2 separate regions of the Sus scrofa genome follow, and region 2 is linked to region 1. A link is a contact called in public HiChIP or PLAC-seq data. All regions are on one chromosome and are shown on one strand. The core of a region is the stretch at or near the end of the contact, and the rest is flanking DNA. Distances in the headings are between cores, read along the strand shown. Region 1 holds the start of MRPL15 (mitochondrial ribosomal protein L15). Region 2 holds the start of RB1CC1 (RB1-inducible coiled-coil protein 1).

The links. HiChIP or PLAC-seq counts read pairs in DNA pulled down with a chosen protein or histone mark.
Region 2: an H3K27ac HiChIP or PLAC-seq map of alveolar macrophages shows a contact between it and region 1. The contact joins the promoter of RB1CC1 here to the promoter of MRPL15 in region 1. A contact is called at or near these places in 2 of 5 promoter capture datasets (fetal skeletal muscle and liver), 8 of 47 Hi-C or Micro-C datasets (embryonic fibroblasts, liver, retroperitoneal adipose tissue and 2 more) and 2 of 2 datasets of contacts at active chromatin or transcription factors (alveolar macrophages and skeletal muscle).

What each region holds. Positions count from the first base shown.
Region 1 is chr4:77,072,779-77,078,881 of Sscrofa11.1, reverse strand. It overlaps MRPL15 (mitochondrial ribosomal protein L15), which reads left to right and starts at 3,060. Exons shown (of 5, transcript NM_001243528.1): 1 at 3,060-3,449; 2 at 4,220-4,374; 3 at 5,341-5,506. The coding sequence starts at 3,342.
Region 2 is chr4:77,591,013-77,597,662 of Sscrofa11.1, reverse strand. RB1CC1 (RB1-inducible coiled-coil protein 1) reads right to left here and starts at 4,459. Exons shown (of 24, transcript XM_021089370.1): 1 at 3,001-4,459.

The DNA.
Region 1 (6,103 bases), core at 1,811-4,310:
CCAGCATTTTGAGGACAGAGAGACAGGAAGGAATCAGTTCTAATTCTTACAGGCCACGGCAAGAAGTTCGTATGTTATTCTCAGTGCGATGTGGAGTCACTGAAGGGTAATGAGACTCTGCCTACTTTTGGAGGATGGACTGGAAGGGGGCAACAGTGGAGATGAAAACAGATCAGTCAGTGGACTGTAGCACTGTTCTAGGCAAGATGAAGATGGATTGAACCAGCATGGTGTTTGTGGATCAGAGAGACAGGTCTCGTTGTTGTGGGCAATAGGGAAAGAGAGGCACCAGAAATCAATCTGTATTGAGAGACTGTCAAGGCACCGAGACAGGTGGGGAAGTTGATTTGGGAGTGTAGGAGAAAGAGGCCCTGCCCAAAGGACTTGAAGTTACACCACCTTTATAGGGTTCACCTCATTCCTTTACAATGAGGAGTCGCTACTGACCAGGGCTGGAGTCAGGATGCATAATAAGTAGTTGCTGAGATGTCTTCTTATTACAGGGTTTTCTTAGTGTGATTTAAACAGGGGCTAGCACAACACTTCAAGCATGCGGATGCTTAATAAATATTATCCTGGAGTTCCCATTGTGGTTTGATTAAGAACCCGAACCTGAATAGTATCCAATACCAGCCTTAGTGGGCTAAGGATCCAGTGTTGCTACAAGCTGGTGGAGTAGGTCGAAGATGCAGCTTGGATTCGACCCCTAGCCTGGGAACTTCCATATGCTACAAGCGTGGCCCTAAAAAATAAAATTATCCTGCATTAATAACAATGATGTAAAACTTCTATAGGCTTAAAGGTCGATGACTTACTCACCACACACCCTTAATTTACATTCTTACAACAGAGATGAGACTCACCAAATTATTTTGACTGCTTTATAAGCTAGGGCAACATGCTGCATTACTGGATAAACAAACAGGTAGCCTACAATTAACTGCGAACTATTATTATTCCCACTATTAACCTATGCCCACCAATAACATTATACAACCTAGCCAACAAAGAAAATCTACTTCCTGGAAGTCAGCACGCTGTTTTATATATCCTGTATCTCTTTTATCCAATAAAATTTTTCAATGATAAAAAAATTATTGGCGTTAACACTCACCCAGGAGCTCATTACTTAGTACAATGATTTTCTGATTAAGGGGAAATATGGTGTGTCTTTCTGTAGGCAGTATTTTGCAACATGTTTTGCAATTTTCTTCCCAGAAGTATGAAATTTTTAACAAAAAGATGATGAAATATATTGAATTGAAAACACTTAAAGGCAGGACCTAGCTTCTATTTTTTTCCACCATATTTTTTCTACACTTTTAAATAGAGTCTGGACTTTATCTTCATATCGTTTTATAGAACTCACATATCTGTATTTTTCTTGATTTGTGTTATTAGAGCTATAAGAGGCTTACTTTTTTTTTTAACTTTTAAAAAATACTCAATTTTGGAAAGTCTCCTCTACCTCATTTCAAACAATCTGGGAGCAAGATCTTGTTTGACTTTATCTTTGTACGTTTTTCAGTAACAAGTTCAGTATCTTGCTCATAAATATTGCTTAAATAAAGGAGAGAATGCAAACTCTTCTTTTTTGGCAGTTTTTTTATACTTGATTTAAAATGACTTCTTAAAGGTTTAAAAATAGATGTAGTGGAGTTCCTGTTGTGGCAATGAATCCAACTAATATCCATGAGGACGCAGTTCGATCCCTGGCCTCACTCAGTGGGTTAAGGATCTGGTGTTGCTGTGAGCTGTAGTGCAGGTTGCAGACTCAGCTTGGATCTGGTGTTGCTGTGGCTGTGGTATAGGCTGGCAGCTATAACTCCAATTTGACCCCTAGCCTGAGAACTTCCATATGCCATAGATGCGGCCTTAAAAAAAAAAAAGGAAGTAGCTGTGCTCCACAAAGTTATTTCTTACTTACACTAACAGGAACAGCAGGAACAACACCCCAGACAGTGAAACAAAAAAAAAAAAAAAAAAAAAAAAAAAAATTAGAAGAAAAAGAAAGAAGCATGGTCTATATTACACTCACTTAAGACAAAAATAGGGAAGCTCATATTTTATTCAGTGAAAATGTTACGTATTTTGTGCTGCAGATATTCAGCTTCATGTTATAAAAAAATATTACTTATGTAATAGGAGCCAAAGTACAAATCTTGTCTCTGCGGCTTGCTGAGATCTTAGTCCAACTACCAACCCTGCCAAGTCTGTCAAAGGTGATAAAACATCTACCCCACGAGGAGTTGTTTAGTTGAACAAAATGAGGCTGAATCAGCACGTGACTGACATACCAAGCACTCAGCCTGGCTCCTTCATTATTAACAGCTTTTGAGTTAGTATCTCAGTGACTCAGTCAAAGCATAACAGAGGCACTCAGACTGGATGCAGGGTTTTGAGTCTTTTTCACAGTTGCTACTAGCCAGCCATTGCAATACCTAGACCTCAGGTATTCTTATCTCACTGGTGCCAACTAAAAATTGGCACTAGCCATCTGTCTCTCCTAGGATTGTTAGTAGCCACTGCAGCTGCTGAGCTTCAACACATACTGAAAGCATGGAGATCAGAAATGTGCTCTGGGAAAAACTGGCAGAACAACTTTCACATAGATATTTTCGGGGGATTTTATGAACCCAAATTTTTACATCTCCTGTCTAGAAAAGCCGTAAAGTCATTAACCATGGTATTTGTTCCTGATGACTAGCAGGAAACGTCTGCCAAAACGTGTGCTTGATTGCACGTACCCCCTTCACTAAAATCGTATACACTGACCTTCCCCCTACCTCTTCAAAGCAGTTCCTCAGAGGTCCCTGAAACGCTGTTTCCCAGACTTTATAGTCATTTTGCCCCAAATAAAACTTAACTTCCAACCTTTACATTGCACAACTTTTTTTCAGGCCATAGTGTATACAACTGGCCCAGCGCAAGCTAGTGCTTCAGCGTCCAGGTGATCTTATTCTGCACTCCACCTGGAGCTCAGAGACAGCCCTGCTTCTAAGGACCAGACGTTGTGACAGCACAGGCCAGGGACTCCTACACACAGCGTTTTCAGTGCCTGCCTGGTGCAGCGCAAGAGAACGCTGCACATTCAGAGCCGGGGTCGGGGCACGACCTCTCGAAATAGCCCAGCCCCAACCAACTGAAAACAAAGCCGGATCACGCCGCTACGAGGTAGACATGGGGAGACACGTGCTGCCTCCAACGCGGAGCCGGCTCCCGGTGTGCCCCGCGGCAAGCGGCGCAGCGGACTGACAGCACGACAGGGGCGGTGCCGCGGCCGTAAAGCAGCGTCCCAGATCACGTGGATCGGCGCCCTTGCGGCTTTTGCGGCACGGGTTATGGGCGGCCCCGTGCAGGGCGGTGGGCCCCGGGCCCTGGACCTGCTGCGAGCCCTTCCCCGTGTGAGTCTGGCCAACCTGAAGCCGAACCCGGGCTCCAGGAAACCGGTAAGGCTGCGGATGTCGGCGCGGTGGCGGGGTCCTGAGGGTTGTGAGTCCATAGGCTCTGGGAGGAGGGAGGGGCTGCCGGGCCCCAGGTCTCCTTGAGTGACGTGGGAAAACCTGACCACGTGGTTTCAGTTCTCTGCAAGGTTCGGGTTTAAGAGCATAATTATTTTACTATCGAGGAGCGAAATCGCAGGAGTTAAAAACGACTGTCTCGTTAAGACGGGTTTTAATGAAGTTTTTTCCATTGTGTCTTTATCTTTATAGGAAAGATACTATGTTCGATGTTTCTTCTGTAAATCTCTGAGCTGTTAGTGGACGTACTGTCACTTTAAGAACTCCTTGATTTCGTGAAGTGACAGGAAATTAAGTTAAATAAAATACTATATATGGGCAACAGTGGCATATTTACAATTAATTTCAAAATAAATGCACTTGAATATTACATAAATTTTGCTAGTCGTGGATGTTTAATTCTAGAATTTTCTTCAATTCCCGCCTGTCATAGAATCCTTTTTCTCATCTCATTCTTGGAACTTTGCCTTTGAAACACAACTTGGTTGCAAGAATCAGCTACGTCTTCAGAGGCAAAGCTGTTAGTGTTGAGTATTTGGATTTCAGGGCAGCCAGGATGGTGTCTGGAACCTTGTAAATTTGGCTATTGCTAGCTGGTTGGATGAATGAAGGGCATAACCAAAAGATACAGCACAAAGGTGAAATATGATTTAAACAGATGCGTGTGTGGATCATAAAACATTCCTCTTTCCTTGTAGGAAAGACGACCAAGAGGTCGGAGAAGAGGCAGAAAATGTGGCAGAGGCCACAAGGGAGAACGGCAGAGAGGAACCCGGCCCCGATTGGGCTTTGAGGGAGGCCAGACTCCATTCTACCTTCGAATCCCAAAATATGGCTTTAATGAAGGACATAGGTAACTTTGCTTTGCTTCTCAACCTGAAAATCTCTAATTCTTACTGAGAATCACCTAAAAATAGCTTGGTAGAAATTTAAATCCACTTGAAGCAAACTTGCTCCTGTTGCTGTGACCCACTTTTGGTAATGAAACTTAGCCTGATTTAGTAGGGAAAAAAAAGCCAGACTTTGCACTCAGACCTGCCAAATGGAGATACTTACAGAGCCTGCTCTTGAGGTTGTTTAGCACAACAATATATATAAAAATCTGGTCCTCTATCATCACCCAATACATGATAACTACCATTACTTTGAGTTCTTTTTTTTTTTTTTTGTCCTTTCTAGGGCCGCTCCCACAGCATGTGGATGTTCCCAGGCTAGGGGTCAAATCGGAGCCGTAGCTGCCAGCCAGAGCCACAGCAACTCGGGATCCGAGCCGCATCTGTGACCTACACCACAGCTCATGGCAATGCCGGATCCTCAACCCACTTGAGCAAGGACAGGGATCGAACCCGAAACCCCATGGTTCCTAGTCGGATTCGTCAACCACTGAGCCACGACGGGAACTCCCCTAGCCTTGTCTTTGACCTACACCACAGCTTATGGCAATGCTGGATCCTTGACACACCGATCAAGGCCAGGGATCAAATCTGTGTCCTCATGGATACTAGTTAGGTTTATTACCCTTGAGCTGACGGGAACTCCCTGAATTCCTTTAGTGAATAATTCAGATAGTGTGTTAAATTTTTCAGTATTTGTTTATATGTGTGAGTGAAGTAAATGCTTAGGCCAGTAATTTTTAAGGAAACAAAGTAAGTACTTAATGGTTTTGTTTTGTTGCCAAAATTCAAGGAGTATTACATGTTTATAGTATACTCAGGAGTTTCATTAAACCATCTAAATTGAGGGAGGAAAACATAGGACAAAGCCTTGGATCTCACAGGAAGATAAGTCTGACTGCGTTTTCAACTTTCTTGTTCTGCAGCTTCCGACACCAGTATCAGCCTTTGAGTCTCAATAGACTGCAGTATCTTATTGACTTGGGTCGAGTTGATCCTACACAACCTATTGACTTAACCCAGCTTGTCAATGGCAGGGGTGTGACCATCCAGCCATCTAAGAGGGATTATGGTGTCCAGCTGGTAGAGGAGGTAAGTCTGGATTCAAGTTTTTGGAATTACATAGAAGCCTATTTCTGATTTCCATTCAGTCCACATGCTGCTGCCTTTATTTTGATCCCTTTTGAGTTGTGATAACCATTATGTGGTGGCGCTTGTGCTCTGCTCAGTTGTGGTTTTAGAAAGCTGCTGGCTCTCTCCGGTGGGACAGTGGCAGGCCATTCCCTGGTCCTGGAATGCTCTTCTCTGTGTCTGTTCTCCTTGCTCTCTCCCTCCCTTTGACCTCCATTCAGATGTCATCCCAATAGGAAGATCTTTCTGACATCCTTTATAAAGCAGCCATAAGCAGCAGCCTTACTATGCCCAGGGGGCTTTTCTTTGAACATATGAACACCTGCCACTTATGAATGAGTAATGCATTTACTTTTCATTGCTTTCCTGACAGCAGTATCCGTTCTTTGAGAGCAGGTGCTGTATTTTCAGTATTAGAACTATTGGCCATGATAATCACTTAATATTTATGGAAGAAAGGAACGTTCTTTTTATTTTATTTTATTTTTTATTTTTTTGAAGGGCCGCATCTGCAGCATATGGAGGTGTCCAGGCTAGGGGTCAAATTGGAGCTGTAGC
Region 2 (6,650 bases), core at 3,210-5,709, 520 kb before region 1:
ACTATCTTTTACAGCAAATGTTGAATTAACTACATTCTATTAAACCAAAATTCTATGTAGGAATTCCCATCCTGGCTCAGCAGAAATAAACCTGACTAGTATCCATGAGGCAGGTTTGATCCCTGGCCTCACTCAGTGGCTTAAGGATCCGTCTTTACTGTGAGCTATGGTGTAGGTCACAGATGTGGCTCAGGATCTGGTGTTGCTGTGACTGTGGTGTAGGCTGGTGGCTAGAGCTCAGATTGGACCCCTAGCCTGGGAACCTCCATATGCTGCCGGAGCAGCCCTTAAAAAAAAAAAAAAAAAAAAAAAAAAAAAGATTATGTGTGAACATAACAGCAGTATCAAAAAAAAAAAAAAAAGGATGTGCACATCTGGAATTTGCAGTATGATGGCTAAAAGAGTCATAGAAGTATTAACAGTATTGTACTGATTTGACTAATATTTCAACAGATACTCTGGAGAGTTACCAACCAATGAAGTGAGGCTTAGGAAGGAAGAAATGATGCGGATAGTCCTGAACCAGTAACCAAAAAAGGGGGTCTCAATTATTTTCATCTCTTAGCATAATTACAGGCCCAAAAAATATGACCATTCAACAGAGAGCAAAATCATGGGGGGATTGTCATTCCATAATCCTCGGGGCATCCAGTGAGCAACCGTGAGAGCAGAGACTAACCAATGGAAGAGGGGCGCATGGAGGGAGACACCAAGGCTCTGTACTTACGAAGAGCAACTTAGCACAGCAACTGAGGGATGGAAGAAAGGCTGTCCCAGGGCGCTGCCCAAGAGGGCCATGTTACAGACAAATGAGGGTTACTGGGGTAATGAAAGAATCAGAGTAATGTGATAAGGAAAACATACATTCTTTTAACTGTTACATTGAGACTGCAAGTACAGAATCTTCAGCCCAGCACGCCACAATCCATTTCTCCAGCACTGTGTATTCCAGCATCTCAGAGCAGACTGCGTTCGCAATTTATCTTAAAACCTCCAATGTTTCACCATTTCCCACAACCTTGTATACAAAGCTTACATATAAAATGTAAAGTTCCTCTTGATCACTTGTTCATGTTGCTGGAGCTAAAACTGGGTCTTGCTGGGGTCTAACATTCCATGAACCAATGACTCCAGCTCCAACTTGCCTTCCAGCTTTGCTAGGTCTGAGGAAACCTCTGTGCCTTGACACGTGGGGGATTGGAGTACTTTCCTTTCCAAGACCTGAACACGTGTAGCGAGCACTACCACCACATCCCCATCACTCTCCCGCTCCCTCAGGCCCACACACCTCAGCTGTCCTCTCCTCTCCCCTGCACACGCTGAGAATCCTGCAGCTTCTGCCTTTACTAGCTCTCTTTCCCCAGGTAGGCACAGGCTTTGCTTCCTCACTCCTCTTGTGGCTTTCCTTGACTTTCAATAATGCTTAAGCAGTAATCAATTATACACAGGACTTCAACTTTCTTTCTCTCATAAGGCAAAACCGGTATCGGACACATTCTTACACTCCTTGCAGTGAAGGTTCAATGGGCTGCTTTGGTAAGTAAATAATTGATGGAATCAGTGTGTGTGGAAAGGGACTGCTAGTTTGCACAAGTTTCTTGAACCAGTATTCTCTGAATACAAAAAGCTTAACAGGGGTTAGGGAATGGCATTACACAAATGAGAAAATTTCACTACCCATTACTTTTTTATAAAAACACTCATAAGTTACACACAGTTGCAAAATAAAGCACTTAGCAGGTGTTCAAACATTTGCTGAATGCATAAGAATTTAAAGATAGTCTCGAAATGAGAGGCCAAATAAAAGCTCCTCTCAAGCTTACATAATACAAATTTAGGTTCAAAAGTGTGGCTTTTCAAAAACGAAGGTCTTGTGCCCATTGAGTTCTTTGTGACTCAATGAAGTTCATTTTTTTAAAGTCAATCTGCCATGTATTGTGACCTTGTGCTTGTGAGCAAAAGCCAGAACGAAGTTCTCAGATTCCCACTCCCTGTTTTCCCTGTCATCCAGTATCATCATACAAAAATGAGGCCAATAACTACGCCTAACCGTGACTAACATAAAAGATTCACAATAGACTAAATAAAATTACTATTTAAAAAAGTGGGCTGAGTCCCTATCCGATTTCCACCGACGGGCATTTACCAACGTAAACATTCACCAACATACAGCCTCCCTTTATAAAACTCTATCGAGGTTCTAAACACAATACAAACACCAAACTGTTGCTGGGAAAATACGTTCATTGAGGCCGCATTCTGTGACACTAAAAACAAAAAGGAAAAAGATCCTCACGCCCCTTGTAAGGGACTATTTATAAACGCACAACCCCCAAATCAAACCAGCCATCTTCCGCAATGGTCCTCTGCTTCCTAATATCGAGATTCTACATCCAACAGTCTTCTTAAATTGAAAAGCCAACCTTCCCACCCTTGGGATAAATCACACAAGCACCACCCACACGAAAACCTAGAAACCACACAATAAGAGAGCGAAACGGGCCCACCTCCCTTGTCCCATCATCGCGGGAGACGCGGGCGGCCACTGCTGTCCGGCTCCGTGACTCCCCATTACCCGGGAGCACGATCGTCCCCGCGGCACCCAGGCCCACGGCACCTCGCGCCACGGCCACGCTTCAGAGTCCCGACGGGCGAGGCTCCGCCGCGGAGCCATAAACAACGAGCGGGGCGCGTCCTCCCGCGCCAGAAGGCGCTCGGCGCGGTGCCCCAAAGCGCCGTCCCGGGCCCACCGCGAAGTTGTGAAACCGCACACACGCCCATCCCGCTCCCACCGCGGGCCGGGCCGGGGCTGAGTCATCCCCGGGAGCAACTTCGCCCGGAGCTCCAGCCCATGGCAATCCCCGCACCGCCCGCTCCACGTCAGGACCCCCAGGCCGGGCCCGGCGCCGGCGCGTACTCGGCCCCGACAGCCTCCACCCGAGGGTTTGAGGGGCGTCGGGGGCCGCAGGGCCCGCCTCCGCCGCCCGCACCGGGACTCACCGGGCAGCACCTCCTCCTCCGCCGGCCTCAGCAGCAGGGCCCGCGGCCCCCGGCAACATCTTCCGCCGCCGCCTCGTTCTCGGCGGCGGCTACCAACCGCCCATCGGCGCCGCCAACCGACACAACCGCCGGTGCCGGGGCTGCCGCGGCCGCCACCTCCGGGCGGCGAGGACGCTGGCGGGGCCCCCCGGCTCTGCGTCGGGGGCCGGGGAGGGCGGACCGCGGCCGGTCAGAGCCGAGGGGCCAGGCGACAGGGACGCCCGAGGCAGCACCGGGCTCGGCAGGGCCGCGGACTCGGTCGCCGCGGTTTGTTATTGTCGACTCCGGCCCTTCCTCCGCGGAGCACGCCGGGAAGCGCGCGGGGGAGGGGCGCCCGCCGCCGCTCTGCGCAGATCCGGAAGTCTGCGTCCGCCGGAAGTCGGCGAGCTGCCGGGAAGGGCGGGCGCCGCTCCGCCTCTCGCCTTTGCCTGGGCGTACCGTCTGTTCGTCCTCCTGTGACCCCGGGGACTCCGCTGGGCGGCCCGTGGCTGTGTTGGCCGCTGTCCGGATGCGACTACCCCAAGGTGAGCTTGACCTTCGCTTCTGCGACGAGCGCGCCTGAGCCCGGCCCTTCGGCCTGTCCCGGAGGGCCGGGGCGGGGGGCGTCCGAAGGTCGGGGGCCTCTTTTTGTCCCCCTGGGCTTCTGCCACCGGGCCAGGGACTGAGGGGACGGGGCGCGGGGAGCGCTGTGTCCCGGCGGGGCTGGCCTCCGCCCCAACCCCGGATCTGCAGGCGAGAGGGGAGAGCTTCGGCTCGGTAGATTGGGAGCACGTCAGAAGCGCCGCGACCATCCTTTTTTTTTTCCCCCCGCTGGCTGCGGAGTTCCCTCGTCAGCACGCGCCCTATAAGGCCGGGGAAGCAGCTTCAGGGGGTCCTGATTCTTTGAAGATGATGAGTCACAGGTTGGCTTGAAGCCACAGGACTTAAGTATCACAATCTGATGAAGTTAAAGTAGAGAAATATCTGAACTTTTAAGATTCCTGTTATATCCAGGAATATTTGGGAAGAGTAACAGCTCGGAAGTGCTACCGCTGAGTCATTAGAGAGCTTTTGAGTTGTGTTTGCATAAAGATGAGTATTATCACCCTTTTCAAGGGCACCCAAGCAGAACAAACACTACCAGGAAGCGAGGCCTGCAATCCTTCACTTGTCAGGGTGGGAACTGAAAAAAACATTGAACTACTGGTAAGTTTCCATTGCACTGACCCGTATCTGAAAGTTGTGGTTGAGAAGGACTTGCAGGTGTTACCACTTTGTTTTTAATTTTATGCTCTTACCGAGCCCAGAGAAGACTTGTCTTTGGCAAATCATTTTATCTTTGTTTGTTTTTAAGGTGGAGTTTTATTCCAGCACCCCAACAAGATACAGCAGGGAAGTGGAAATTAAGAGACAAAATTGTTCTTATACCTTGGGAAAGGTGAGAACTGGAAAGAAGGAAGAAAGGAGCTGACTGAACTAAGCACAGCATAGTAATTAGCTCAAAGAAAGTAAGTCATGAGATGGGATTCAGCCAGAAAATTAATAAGCAAAGCACGATATTAGGCCTCTAAAAAATATATGGGTCCTTGACCTACCTCTTAGTTGTCAGTGACATTTGTCATAGCAAGTACAATATATGTCAGAATGTAAAATCATGTATATGCCAGTAACACTCTATTAAATAAAATTTTGGGCCACCCCGTGGCATATGGAGCTCCCCAGCCAGGGATCAGATCAGAGCCACAGTCTCAACCTAAGCCACAGCTGCAGCAATGCCGGATCCCTAACCCACTGTGCTGGGCCAGGGATTAAACCAAGACACTGCCAATCCCATTGTACCACAGCCGGAGCTCCTAAATAAAATATTTTAAATGTTGTTTGTGTCACTTCTTTATTTGGGGGGGATTAATTCACTCTTAATCTTCTCTCTTAGTTATAAGCTGAAAGAAATGACCAGAAGTGATTGGCTCTTACTGTTGCTGAAATAGAAACAAGGAGACAGTTTTGGGTGAAGGAGAAAAAAAAAAAATAGCTTTTATTGCTTTATCAGGCAAAGGGGGGGCAGGGTCGACTAATAAAGACTATGCTCTTCTTTGGGAGAGAACAGGAGGTGGTTTTATAGTTTGGGAGTAGAAAATAGGATAAGGATCAGGGTAGGTGCAAACTTGCATTCCTCAAAGCTGGTTTTTGGTGGCCCTGGGACTGGTTCTGGTGGTCCTTCTCTTTAAAGAATGAAGAATTCTTCACCAGATAGTTAGCATCTTTTCATTTGTTGGGGGTTTGAGTTAGGCTGAACAGCTCAAAGAAGTGTATCAGCCCAGGCCCTGCCCCAAGGCTGCACCATTATTTGCTGCTTGTGCCTCCCTAATCTCTGCATCCCCTCCCTTCCCTGATTAGCAGCTATTTAAACCTGCCCTTTGCAACTCCAGGAGGGTCCTGAAGCTTATCCTCTGAGGGACACAAAGGAACCCCACAGGGTCCTACCCAGTTTCAATATCTTAAAGGTTTACACCTTCTCTGGAGTGTAAATGTTGGGAGTTTATGTGCCTTATGTTTTTGCTTACTGATAGTGAGAATGTATCAAGATGAGTTTTATTATATATGTGCAAGTATCTGGAGAGAACACAGGTTCTTCATACTGTCTATGTCCACAGTACATCTCCACAAGTCATGTTGTCCTTCAGACCAAGGATGTTGAATGCTGTCTGTATTCTCTCCCCTTCCCTTTGTAATGTCTCCTTCTTGGCTCTTAAGTCTGTCCTTTTATTTGTTCCTTTTCCAGACTGCCAAGTTATTATAATACAGACATCAGTGATGCAGATATGAGGTGCTTTGGGAACAGAAAAAGATTTAATATTGTCATCACATTTTTTAAAAAGTTAATAAGCATTTTAGGTCCTTTATAGATTTCCCATGAGGCAAAAGAAAGTAGTTGTTAGGAGGAGTGTGTAGGGTCTGCTGCTAAATGCTCTAAATACTTCAAATCAGTTCTACCCTTTGAAAACCTGTTTTTTGGAGTTGTGTTGTGGCTCAGTGATAATGAACCTGACTGGTATCCATGGGGAAGTGGGTTCCATCCCTGGCCTTGCTCCATGGGCCGTGAACTGTGGTGTAGGCCAGCAGCTACAGCTTCGATTCAACCCCTAGCCTGGGAACTTCCATGTGTTGCAGGTGCGGCCCTAAAAACACTACCCCCCCCCCAAAAAAAGCCCTGTTTTTCTTTCAGGTCTCAATTTCAGTGTCACTTTGTCCTTCCCTGACGTACCTGTAGTTCCCCTCAATCCGTCTATCATTTAGTGTCTGTCTAACCTTCTAGAAGGTAAGCCCTTTAGGAGAACTGTTTTCCCGGTACCTGGGGGACAGCGGTGAACATGCAGACATTGGGTGACAGTGCCCTGCACTTTATTTATACCTCAACTCTCCCAGCTCCTTTTCAGTATTTACTCCAAGACCAGTCTGAACCTGCAGCCTTCACTGGTTTGGTTTTGTAACATGTTAGATACATTTAAACTTCCTAGCCTAGGGATCTCTTAGATACTAAGCCCTTTGGCTAGCTGTGTCTCCTGGCACTTCGCACATTTACACACAGCTTGCCTAAGTTTCCTCATCTGGGAATGTTCCTCCTGTCACCT